Regions from separate parts of the Drosophila melanogaster genome. Here region 1 is linked to region 2. Evidence: chromatin contacts called from public Hi-C data. All regions are on one chromosome and are shown on one strand. Each heading gives the region's core, a stretch centred on a gene start, on an enhancer-like site or on the middle of the called end of the contact. The rest is flanking DNA. Distances are from core to core; before and after follow the strand shown. Region 1 holds the start of CG31678. Region 2 holds the start of CG31688.

The links. Hi-C and Micro-C count contacts between places; a contact is called where the count stands out from the background.
Region 1: a contact with region 2 is called in a Hi-C map of the Kc167 cell line, with 2.5 times the contacts expected there. The contact joins the promoter of CG31678 here to the promoter of CG31688 in region 2. A contact is called at or near these places in 3 of 107 Hi-C or Micro-C datasets (the Clone 8 cell line, the Kc167 cell line and the ML-DmBG3-c2 cell line) and 2 of 6 datasets of contacts at active chromatin or transcription factors (both in the Kc167 cell line).

Annotation. Positions count from the first base shown.
Region 1 is chr2L:20,673,706-20,679,613 of dm6, forward strand. It overlaps CG31678, which reads right to left and starts at 2,236. Exons shown (of 6, transcript NM_165336.3): 1 at 1,932-2,236; 2 at 1,290-1,865. The coding sequence starts at 1,984. It overlaps IKKepsilon (I-kappaB kinase epsilon), which reads left to right and starts at 2,340. Exons shown (of 7, transcript NM_136204.3): 1 at 2,340-2,408; 2 at 2,489-2,683; 3 at 2,756-3,782; 4 at 3,839-4,118; 5 at 4,174-4,249; 6 at 4,311-4,435; 7 at 4,496-5,274. The coding sequence starts at 2,600. The coding sequence ends at 5,066. Cen (Centrocortin) reads right to left here. Exons shown (of 2, transcript NM_136205.4): 2 at 5,216-5,908. The coding sequence ends at 5,415.
Region 2 is chr2L:20,427,569-20,433,555 of dm6, forward strand. CG31688 reads left to right here and starts at 1,457. Exons shown (of 5, transcript NM_001273696.2): 1 at 1,457-1,593; 2 at 4,356-5,161. The coding sequence starts at 4,933.

The sequences.
Region 1 (5,908 bases), core at 986-3,485, 250 kb after region 2:
GAAAAAATATGAGATATCTGTGAGCAGATCGAAATCTGAAACTTGATAAGATAGCACCCATGAAAGTGTGTGGCGCCAGAGAACATCTAAGAATAGATGCCAGTTACGTAGCTCGCTGCAATTATTGCACTTAATCAATAGCCAGCCAGCTCTATCAATGAAACGAAAACAAGTGAATGTGGTTACTACGTTATACTATGCATGGCGTACGAGCAAAACAAATTGCAGTCGCAGCCACAAAGATTAACGACGTGGCACACTCGCGTGCAAGTAAGTAAACAAAACTCTGGGAAATGCCGGGGAAAATGTTGGAAAACGCTCGGATGTCTCACGCATCTGGTGTGGTGGATAGCATCGTATCCCATCGATAATCATGTTATTGGACAGTTCTATTTATAGGCAACAAAAGCAAAGCGCCAGCTAAACATTTTGCGATGACCTTGCCAACAAGCTAGTGAGTGAAAGGCATCTTTGATCTCATCCAGCTGTTGGTGGGCTGCAGCATGTGAGCGAACCTAAATCGTGCCCACCACCTCAAGACGTGACAACAACAAGCCCCGAGTACTGATAAGGGTCATTGGGGGACTAAGAGCCCCTATATAAAACACTATAGCCTTAATTCAGCTGATAACAGCGCGAGTTTTGAGATGACTGCGTTCGCCTGGGAATTTCATCTATGTACATATGACCATGTATTTAGTTATTATTCTTAGTTTCCGTACTGGCTAATCTCTTTGGCTCAAGGCTGTGCTCCTTCATGGGATGGGTAATTGCATATCAGCGATGCAGTACACTTTTTGCCTTTTTTATATGCCTCACACATTAAGCCCCTGTATTTTTCGTCAGTTTCCTTCTTTCCCTTTTAAATAAGTTAGCATTGGCCTTTGTTGTAGCCCTCTTTCATGTTCAAGTTCAAGTAAATAAGTCACGTCGATTGAAAAATACTTTCATACTAATGACAAAAATTACGCCAGCGGGAAATACTTCCCGTGGAAACACAAATAGAAAGGCACGTCAGTGCGTCACAAGAACTTATCAGCGAAAACCCCATGAAGTGTGCACATACATGTAACTAGGTGTACAAACGGCAGCGGTGAACTTTGAAGTAAAAAGGTTTCAAACTAAATTATTATAATAGATCTCCAAAATAAAATTATCTTTTCCAAAAATATATAACTCACTTATCCACAACAATAATATTATATAAATTCCAAGCTAAAGGTATTCTTATAAATCCTGCATAACCACTACAACATTGACCGCGAGTGTGGGATCAATAAACCACTCACCTTTCTTCCGCCTGCGGTAGTTGTGGTGGTTCCTGCAGCTCCGGCGCTTTCGGCTGCCCCGTCGCCGGCTCCTCCTGCTCCAATTGCTTTGGTTGGTCTAATTGCTGCGATTCACTAAATCTATGCACTTTACCGGCACTGCTACGCTTATTATAATTTAATTGATTATTTGGCACTTGGGCGGTGGATGAGGACGCGCCACCCACATCAGCGGCTAAATCGATTTCACTAATATATTCACTATGGCTTTTGGTCCGCTGCTGGTCAGATAGCGCGGGCAGCTCCTTTACAGGCACTGACGTGTCCCCAGATATTGGCCGATTGCCAGTTTGGGGCACTTCGGCGAAGGAGGAGGAGGAGGATGTGGCAACGATGGGCACGCCCTCCTGTGCAGAGGGCAACAAAACTCCAGCTCCGTTGTGGAGTGGCGGGGGTGGAGGTTCCGGCCTTGGAGGCGCCGCCGGTTCCTCGGGCTCTATGTGGGTTTTCCGAGCTGCATCCTTGGCTGAGTCGCCAGCCCTGCTTGGGATTTGTGAGTCTGCAGCTGCCACATTGTCGTACAACCAGAAACAGCAGCTGCAATCGGAAAATCCACTTAGAAATCGCTCCATATAGGCATGGATGGTATCTGTGTCAGCTCACCTCAGCAGCAGATTTATGAACATAAAGCGCACCAAGTGCAGCCGCATGTGCATCGTTTTAGTCGCTTTGACTTAACTTAACCGTGGCTAGTGCCCAATTCGCTAATTTACTATACTATTTTTGCGAACAGGCGAGGCCCGCGTTCGCCAAAAAGTACGTGTACCGTCGGGCCAGAGCTTTTGACATGGATTCGGTGATATTTTTTCACTCGATATCGATCTCGGGTTTAGCATGCGGCCAGCTCCATTGTGATTTAGTTAAAATAATAATAATAAATCAAAAAGCGCTGCAAAAATGTCAACGCGCACGTAAAATAACAAAAAACTGGAGGTGCCCGTGCACGCGATAGGCAGCTATCGAAGTAGCAGCTATTGTGGGAAGCAGTCACAGTACTTTCTATCGACTGCACTGGTTAACAAAGAACATGAAACGGGTTATAATATTTCCCTAGCAGATATGTTTAATACAATTGTGTGTGTACGTAATAAAACAGACAATCTAAATAGAATAATTATATATTTTATTGATAGTTCCAAAATAAACATGTTGTTTTGCAGTGTTATCGTATTATCGATAGACCTTCCTTACCAGTGTTTTTGTTTGTCACAATCGAGAAGGCGCTTGGAGTTATATCAAAAAATAAAAAATAGGAGGAAAACAGCCGCGAAATGTCCTTCCTGCGCGGTTCCGTGAGCTATGTGTGGTGCACCACCAGCGTCCTGGGAAAGGGAGCCACCGGTTCCGTGTTCCAGGTTAGTGTGCTTAACGGTGTTCCGAATTTCCCACCTGACTCACTTTCCTTTCGTATTTTCCTTGTCTTTTAGGGGGTCAACAAGATCACCGGCGAATCGGTGGCGGTGAAGACCTTTAATCCCTACAGTCACATGCGACCGGCTGATGTGCAGATGCGGGAGTTCGAGGCCCTGAAAAAGGTCAACCACGAGAATATAGTAAAGCTGTTGGCGATCGAGGAGGATCAAGAGGGGCGTGGTAAGGTGATCGTGATGGAGCTCTGCACAGGCGGAAGTCTCTTTAACATCCTGGACGATCCTGAGAACTCGTACGGTCTGCCGGAACACGAGTTCCTGCTGGTCTTGGAACACTTGTGCGCCGGAATGAAGCACTTGCGGGATAACAAGCTGGTGCATCGCGATCTGAAGCCCGGAAACATAATGAAGTTCATCTCGGAGGACGGGCAAACCATATACAAGCTTACTGATTTCGGTGCTGCTAGAGAACTGGAGGATAATCAGCCGTTTGCCTCTCTATACGGCACAGAAGAGTATCTTCATCCCGATCTCTACGAGCGCGCTGTGCTGAGGAAGTCAATCCAGCGATCGTTCACCGCCAATGTGGATTTGTGGTCGATTGGGGTCACGCTCTACCATGTGGCCACCGGAAATCTGCCTTTTAGACCTTTTGGTGGAAGGAAAAACCGAGAGACCATGCACCAAATCACTACCAAAAAGGCTTCTGGGGTGATTTCCGGCACTCAGCTGTCCGAGAATGGACCAATTGAATGGTCCACCACGTTGCCACCGCACGCCCATCTCTCGCAGGGACTGAAAACCCTGGTGACGCCTCTTCTAGCTGGACTTCTCGAGGAGAATAGGGAAAAGACCTGGTCTTTCGATCGTTTCTTCCACGAGGTGACGCTCATCCTCCGCAAGCGTGTCATTCATGTGTTCTTCACCAATCGGACTAGTTCGGTGGAAGTGTTCCTAGAGCCAGACGAGCAAATTGACAACTTCCGAGAGCGTATTTTCCTGCAAACAGAGGTGCCGCTGGAGAAGCAGATCCTTTTGTTCAACAACGAGCATCTGGAGAAGAAGGTTACTCCACGAACGATAGGTGAGTCAGTGCCTTTTAAATATAATGGTAATTGAAAAACAATTTATACATTCCAGCTAAAGCATTCCCTGCCACCACAACAGATCAGCCAATATTCCTCTACAGCAACGACGACAACAATGTTCAGTTGCCCCAGCAATTAGATCTCCCCAAGTTCCCAGTGTTCCCTCCCAATGTTTCAGTGGAGAACGACGCCAGTCTGGCAAAGTCCGCTTGCAGCGTTGGCCATGAATGCAAAAGACGCGTGGACATCTTTACTTCCATGGATATCCTTATTAAGAAGGGAGTGGAGCACTTCATAGAGATGCTAGTGACCACAATAACTCTACTATTGAAGTAAGTAAAAGGAGGAGAAACTTTATTATCAAATAATAAGTTAATTAAATTTCAGAAAAACTGAGAGTTTTGACAACTTGCTTTCCACTGTGATTGATTATGCAGATGTGGTGCACAGCATGGCCAGAGTGGTAAGTGGCTAGGTCTCCCTGTGGATAACTCCTTGGTATAATCGCATTGGTATTCTTTTAGACTAAAGGAGATCAGGAGATAAAGACCCTGCTGACTGCCTTGGAAAATGTCAAAAGCGACTTTGATGGAGCCGCGGATGTGATCTCGCAGATGCACAAACATTTTGTGATAGATGACGAACTTAAGTAGGTTTTGTTGGAAATATGCTTGGATTAAGTTATAATTCCAATCGATTTCTTATCCAGCGATCAATGGACCTCCTCCATGCACGGAAAGAAGTGTCCTTGCAAGACCAGAGCCAGTGCCCAGGCCAAGTATCTGGTAGAAAGGCTGCGGGACTCCTGGCAGCACTTGCTCCGGGATCGTGCAACGCGCACACTGACCTACAACGACGAACAGTTTCATGCCCTGGAGAAGATTAAAGTGGATCACAATGGCAAACGGATAAAGGCCTTGCTTTTGGATAACGTAAATCCGACAGTGGCACAAATCGCAGAGTGCCTGGCGGACTGGTATAAGTTGGCTCAGACCGTCTACCTTAAAACTCAAATTTTGGAGAAGGACGTGCGCGATTGCGAAAGAAAGTTGAACGGAATACGCGATGAGTTGTATCACGTTAAGTCGGAGCTGAAGCTGGATGTGGACACAAAGACCATAAACAACAATAATCAGCTGGCCAAGATAGAGGAGCGGAATCGGCTAAGGGTCATGCAGCAGCAGCAACAGGAAGTTATGGCTGTCATGAGAACGAACAGCGATATAATAAGTTTGCTTAGCAAACTGGGCATTACCAACGGAAGTCTGGAAAGTAGTTAGACGGGCATATCATGAAAGTGCAAGAATATTTTATTTGCCTTTACTTTGTAAGTTAACAATAAATGTTTACTTTTTTATATCTGAATTTGTAAAGCAACTACATATATTCCTATTGAAACTTGGCTGAATATCGTGAAAGAGTAAGATTTCTGTAGGTCATTAAATTATTTATTTTATCATGCTGAAATAAAATTAAATTTCCGATTATAGTTATTTAGTTATTGTTATTTAACTGTCTATACATGAAAAAGCGGACTAGACTGCATGGCACACACAATTTAAAAATGGTAGAATGCCCTATGGCTAGAATGCACTGTTTAATTGCTTATTTACATTCTCTAAACAAGTTTACTTTTGACGAAACTGATGATGATGACTCTTGCGAATGTTGGCTCCGTTGTGTTGCTGTCGCTGGGAATGTGATCTTGTGGGTCCATGTTCGCCGGCATCGGCCCGGCGCAAAACTTCGGCGTAGGATAAGTCTAACTTTTTAAGTTTATGTAAGTCTTGCGATACCGTGTTATGATAAAACTCGACGCCATTGAGCTCTATTACTCGGCCCCGAGAAGTTTGGGGAGTATTCATATTCTTGTTATAGATCACCATGGGAGAGCCATTCCAGTTGCTTGAGGATGGAGTTGTCCGTCTGCGGTTACTGCGTCCGAATTCAGCATTCAATGTATCCGTACACATCTTTGAGCTCCCTTGTCCACCACCACGGTTGTTCATGGCCAGAGGACTGTTCCTGGGAGTAAATTCCCGGGAGTTAAACAATTCGATGCGATCTCCAGATGAGCTTTGGTTTCGGTGCTTTCGTCGGTTCTTCTTCTTGATTCCGACAC
Region 2 (5,987 bases), core at 207-2,706:
GCCAAACGTTGCACGCCTATCGCCGCCAAATAATCGATATTCGATTGGTAGCGCTTCGAAGGGGTGTAGCTAGCCATGCAATGCGGTTTCCTCCTCGTGAGGTCTAATTATTGAGTATTTACCATTATTTAAGTTGCATTATTTTGATTTTTCTTGAATTTTAAATGCATTGCAAAATTATCGCAAAGTCCACGATAGTTTCGATAGGTTTTTGCTTATCAGAAGGCCAACAAAGTTCGGTTTAACCAGCAGAACCAGGCATATAATATATAATATCCAACTCTTTTATTTGTAAGTGCTTGATTACAGTTTATATGTGGGCTTAAAAATAGAATACTAAACCTAAATGTAAATTAGAAAAATGTGGTACCTTTTTGTTGCTTAAGCTTTCTGATTTTGTAAATGGAAATAATCTTCTATATTGTTATAGTATATAATGTGTTTTAACTAAAGAATTAAGTAGTAGAAGTGAAAGATTTTATATTTCATTAATTCTGTTCAATAATGCCACCTATGCTGATTTCAACTAGGGATTACTTAAAAATATTAAACTACTACTCAAGTTGGACATGCTATGCGATTTTATTTGGCCTAATGGACTTTGGTGTAGATAATGTGTTTTTTAAGTATTGCTCTTGATTATAAGCGTTTTCATGGTTAAATGCTTTTAAACAATTCGTTTAATTTGCAACTGAACTTTAAAATTAAAAATAAATTTACAATTCCACTAGTCAAACACTGGATTTTTCACTTGATCTTATACCTTAGCTTAATAGCATGCAATTTTACGACTAATTTTTGATGGAATCCACTTTAATTTGGAATACATTTCTGCGGCAATAACAAGTTTAAAATAGGCGTCTAGGGCAATTTTCTCTGTATTTCGCACTTTTCGCAGAGTGGCGTCGAACCAAGAAGGCTGTTCGAGTAATGTTTGAATGAAAAACGTGAATGTACTCTTCGCTTGTGTTGGTGTCCACGAATGGAGAACGTGTGTGTATGGGTATGACGTGACGTCACATCATAGGAAGATAATTACTGTAAAAATTGTGTGTTAAGGCATAAAAACAAAATATTAAAAAAGAAAATGCATACTCTTTTAATTATAGTCAATATGATGCAAATTATTTTTGAAATCGAAACAATTTGTGGAACTGAAATCATTTACGAGAATATAAAAATATTTCCTAATTGAAGTTAGCTTGCTGTTAAGTTTCGTTACTAAACTTTAGCTAATTAAAAATACCGCACGGCTTACGATGTTTAAATTAAATACCGAAAAGATTGTGAAAAGCGCGCGAAGGTGAATTTCGTGGTACGGACCCTATATCTGTGCTCCTCTAACGCAAGCGTCGCTTACGGGCGACCCAAACGAGCAGCATCGTGCCGTTGCCTCGCACACTTCACCTCGGGATCCAATCAGATGTTCAGTGCCAACTCGAACGAACGCGTCGAACCAAAGTGACAGCGCTGTGTGTTCGACGTCGGATGTCGTGGGCTCTATAAAGTTTACTCTCCCCACAAGTCAGTGAATGCGGTTGAAATCAGTCGTAAAATACAACAAAGGCAGCGCAGCAGTCTCGCAAATTAAATGTAATTAAGTGCATTTAAGTTTTATACCTACGTGCTTCGATTCCCAATTTTCCTGTCAACAAAGCGCCGAAAACCCCGTGCTACCCAAAATCGCGGCTGTTCTCGCTCCTCTTGTTTTAGGGAATTTCGCGTGTGCTGTCATCGGAATATTCATTGTGTTGCTGCGCGTGTGTTTGTGCGGAGAGCGTGGTAGAAGCTCCACCACATTTGTTATGTCAATAATTAGCAGCCCCAAAAACGAAGCCAGAAATGCGTTGAGGTTGAGGCGTTGATCAAATGGGAAGCACTCCCGGCTTGCCCCGCTTTTCCCGCTCTGTAAATCGCCAAAAAAACTGCGCTTGGCCATCACGTGGAGAATTGATTTTTTGCCAAAAAACGCGACGACTTCATGTGTTCTTTCTTTCCTTTTGTTGGGAAATCCAATGGGAGAGCGGGCTCTGTTTTCCAGTCCAATTGGATTATGCCCGGCCGGGCTTTGTCCAATTGCCAGATTCTTGTTGGCGCTGCTGTCTCCTCTTTTTGAATTACATTAAATATTTAAAGCATATGCAAATTTGAACAGTGGCCCCGTAAAAGGAATAAAGGACCTTTACCTGGCCGCGTCCTCAACGTGCATCCCCCCTCCCCCCCGTGGTTCTTGTTCTTCTTCCTCGGCTCCTCCTGTATCTGTAGTTGTTGTGGTTGTTTTAGTTGCTGCTGTGAACCAGATGACACGCCTTCGGTTTCCCAGTTCCCTGTTTGGTCTGCCAGAGATGAGAGCGAACTAATCTCTTTCCAAATATATTATATTTAAAACCCCTTTCTATTTAAGACAGTTTATTCTTAAATATCAAAATAACCATATGTTATATATTTTAACTGGTAGTTTGATTGCGAATCTTGTTCTTTTCAGTTTATATTTTAAGTAAATACAAATCAAGGCATCTGAACCAACCAATGCCACCCGTCTTCTCTGGAATCTAATTTCAATTCTTTTAACAAAAATTCTGAAGAATGCCTGCCAAATCCCGATATGGTAACAACTTAGCTTCGCCCGGGGCTCATCTCTATTTGGCGGCCTTTCTTCGGGCTTCCAGCGCCTTTAGTGTCGTGCAAATCGTTTTTGTGGTAAGGGGTAACCCTTCTTTTTTCGGGGGTCTGTGGGCCTGGGCCTTTTCTTTTTGCACTTCCTCGTTTTTAGTGTTTTACTGCTTACCCAAATGCCGACACCCGAAATCACTCACACTCGTCGTGGTTTTCCTTTGCAGCAGCTGTGGCTTCCATCTCCGTGCTCCCATTTTCCACGCCTTCTCCGTTTTCCCCGATTCAAATGCATTTCGATTGCTTCGTTATGTGAGTGCACTCAACTTGGGAGCTGCGTGTGTGTGAGTGAGTGTGTGTGTGTGTGGAGGAAGAGGGATTCGTAAACAGTGTTTTCCTTGATGCCATGTGTCTGTAATGCAACGGTTGTCTATCCTGCGCCGTCTCGTGTCTTTTCCTAGCTGCTGTTTCCATTTCGCACGAACGCTTTCCCGGCCCAACAGTTCCATGTCCTTGTCACCCCTCAAAAGCCGCCCAAACACCCAACCACCCAACTGCCCCTTGCCCCGCCCCCTTTTGGCCCACTTGGGCGACACGTGCTCATTATGCCGCTTCAAATTTTACTCCACTTTCCGACTGTCGCTGCCGTGCGACTCCTTCTGCGGATGTTCCTTGAAACAACAGTTTGCTTAAGCTATACGATCCAAAATCAAAAGGGTGAATTTTTTAAGCCTACATTTAGCTACATTTATCCTTGATCAACAGGATATAGGCATGTCCATCTGTTGTCCGTCCGTAAGTTCGTCCGTTTCAACGCAATCAAGTCTCTCCCTCTTAAAACTACAATATCTTAATGAAACTTTACCAAAAATTGTTTAAAAATAAAAAGAAAAAATCAAAAATGAATTGGATTAAAATCGGACGAATATAACATATAGCTGCTATAGGAAGAGTGGGAATATTAATTGAAAATATTAGAAAATAAATCATATCTTCGTTGTTTTTCACCATAAATACTTCTCTACTTTTGGCTTAAATTATTAACTTACATAAATACACATTTTGTTTAATGTACAAAATGCCAGCCAAATCAACCAGCCATTTGGAGCAATACAATCAAAGCACGCTATTATGGCCCGTGACCAAATGTTGGAAGGGTCACCTCTACTACCTCTGGCTCATTGATAACCATAACAATCTTGTTTGCTGTTTGCACTTGGCAATTAAAAACTTGTTGATTGTGGGCGCTCCAGTGCTCGTACTCTGGGTGGTGGTACTCTAGTGGCAACTACCCACAATATGGGATGATTCCACACAGCCAAACTGCAGCAGCCGCCCAAGCACTAATATTTGATTTATGTGAGCTAGTCCATGGTCTGTGGAGCCATAAAAGGTTGTTTAGGGAGATGAGATGATCGCCCTTGGGGCTGACTGGTCAGTAAAGACCACTAAGACCACTTCCATTTAGTTGCTTATTAACGCTTGGATACTTACAACCGTGTATGATTAATAGCACTTGTTCGCCAAAGACTTGCACACTTATTTATTTTGATTTTTCAACCCTTTTCTGTACTTAAAATAGCTTAACTACTTAGAATAGATATATATATATATTTAAGTTCTCTTTCGTAAACTGCTATGTGCTTTAGTATAAGTATTGTATGATGATACCTGTCCAATACCATGGTACAATATCTAACCAATAATTCTCTATATATATCTCTCTCTCTTTTGTTTTGCAGTTGCTGATAACGTATACAAGTGGCAATAACAGAATAAATTAAGCCGGAAAAAAGGTCGAAAGGCCAAAAGTGAAATCCAATCCGGTGTGAAAACCAGTGCAAAAGTCAACAACTTGTGGGAGTCGAGCGTTCGTCCTCGAGTCCTTGAATCCTGCCAGTGTGCTCAGTGCTTTAAGTGTGCCAAGTGTGCGTCTGCGTGTGCGTGAGCGTGAGCCTGTGAGTGCGTCCGGGTAGCGGAGAAGCCACAACGTCGTCCACAAAACCATCGACGTCCACAGCCGCCGCCGCCGCTGCTGCTGCTGCCGCCGCTGCAGGTTCGGGATCGGGACAAGGTTCGGGAGCGGGTGCGGTATCAGGAACTGCTCCAGGCCACCAGAGGAGCGGCGGACGAAGCGGCCAGCGACGTCGCAGTAGCAGCGGTAATCCACACGCCGGCACAACGAAAGCGACCAGTGGCAGCGGTGGAGCTGGCAGCGCCGGCGGAGGAGGAGGCGGCGGCGGCGGCAGCGGTGGAGGCGGGGTCAAGCAGAGCGTCAGCCGGAACAGCAACATCCGGAGCAGCAGCTCCAACAGCACCATGGCCTCTGCCAACCATCGCGGTGGCGGCGGACGCGGTGGAGGTGGCGCTGTCGCCGGTGCCGGAGCGGATGGCAATGCAATCGTGGGCCTGCAGATCGGCTCCGCCTGGTTTCAGCGCAAGATCAACCTGAGGCCGCAGCACCGCGGCGTCCACCTGGTCACCGAGGAGATACTCCGACAGATGCCGGAGCTGGCGCACTTCTCAGTGGGATTATGTCACATGCAAAGTGAGTGATTTCAATGATTTTCTATTACCTCATTGCTATCGAAATGTTCGAGCTAATTATGTTTGGGGCACTGCCTTCCTTCCAAAATCATATCGGTTACCAAGTTTTCGCTGCTAAGGTTCCACTTTGGCCATTTAGCATATCCTGGCACTTTTCTGGCGGCCCTCACAAGTGATTATCCGGAATCCGAGGCTCAAATGTCAGTTAATCGTGGGGTGGCAGCTGGAAAAGCGCTCTTCAATTTTTTTTTTAGCCACCACCTCATTTCCATCGCATCCATCTTATTCCGCTCCCTGTCGATTTATACACTTCGAAAAGCGATTCACAACTAGGAAGCAGAGCTGGAAGAAGTATGCTACTTTACTCCCACAGAAAAAGCCACCCATAGGGGTTTTAAGACTCTGGCAATGGAAAAGTTTCCGGACATTACATTTTCTTGTGCGGATTGTATTTCTCGGGGGGAATCTGGCTATGGCCAAGGCGTTTGCATTTAGCTAAAAGTTCAGTTTGACAAACAGCGAAATGTAGAACTTGCATACCAAATCAGCACAAATTGTCGTTGAATTCGGCAGAGGAGCTGCCGAAACTTGCAGGATGGCAGCATTTGAATGGGCGGCTGCTCCGGCTAATTTGTACTAGTCAGTAACTAGGTTAAACTACCCAGATAAACTGACTGACTTCTTGGCCCGGTCACTTCTTTGTGTCCTTCGCTGGAGTCGCGAAAATTGCGATTGACATTCGAAAATAGTCCGACTTTTGGATGACCAAAACGTGTGCCTGTGCCGATGACCCACATTAAGCAGGTCTTGGCAACTTAATGTGCTTG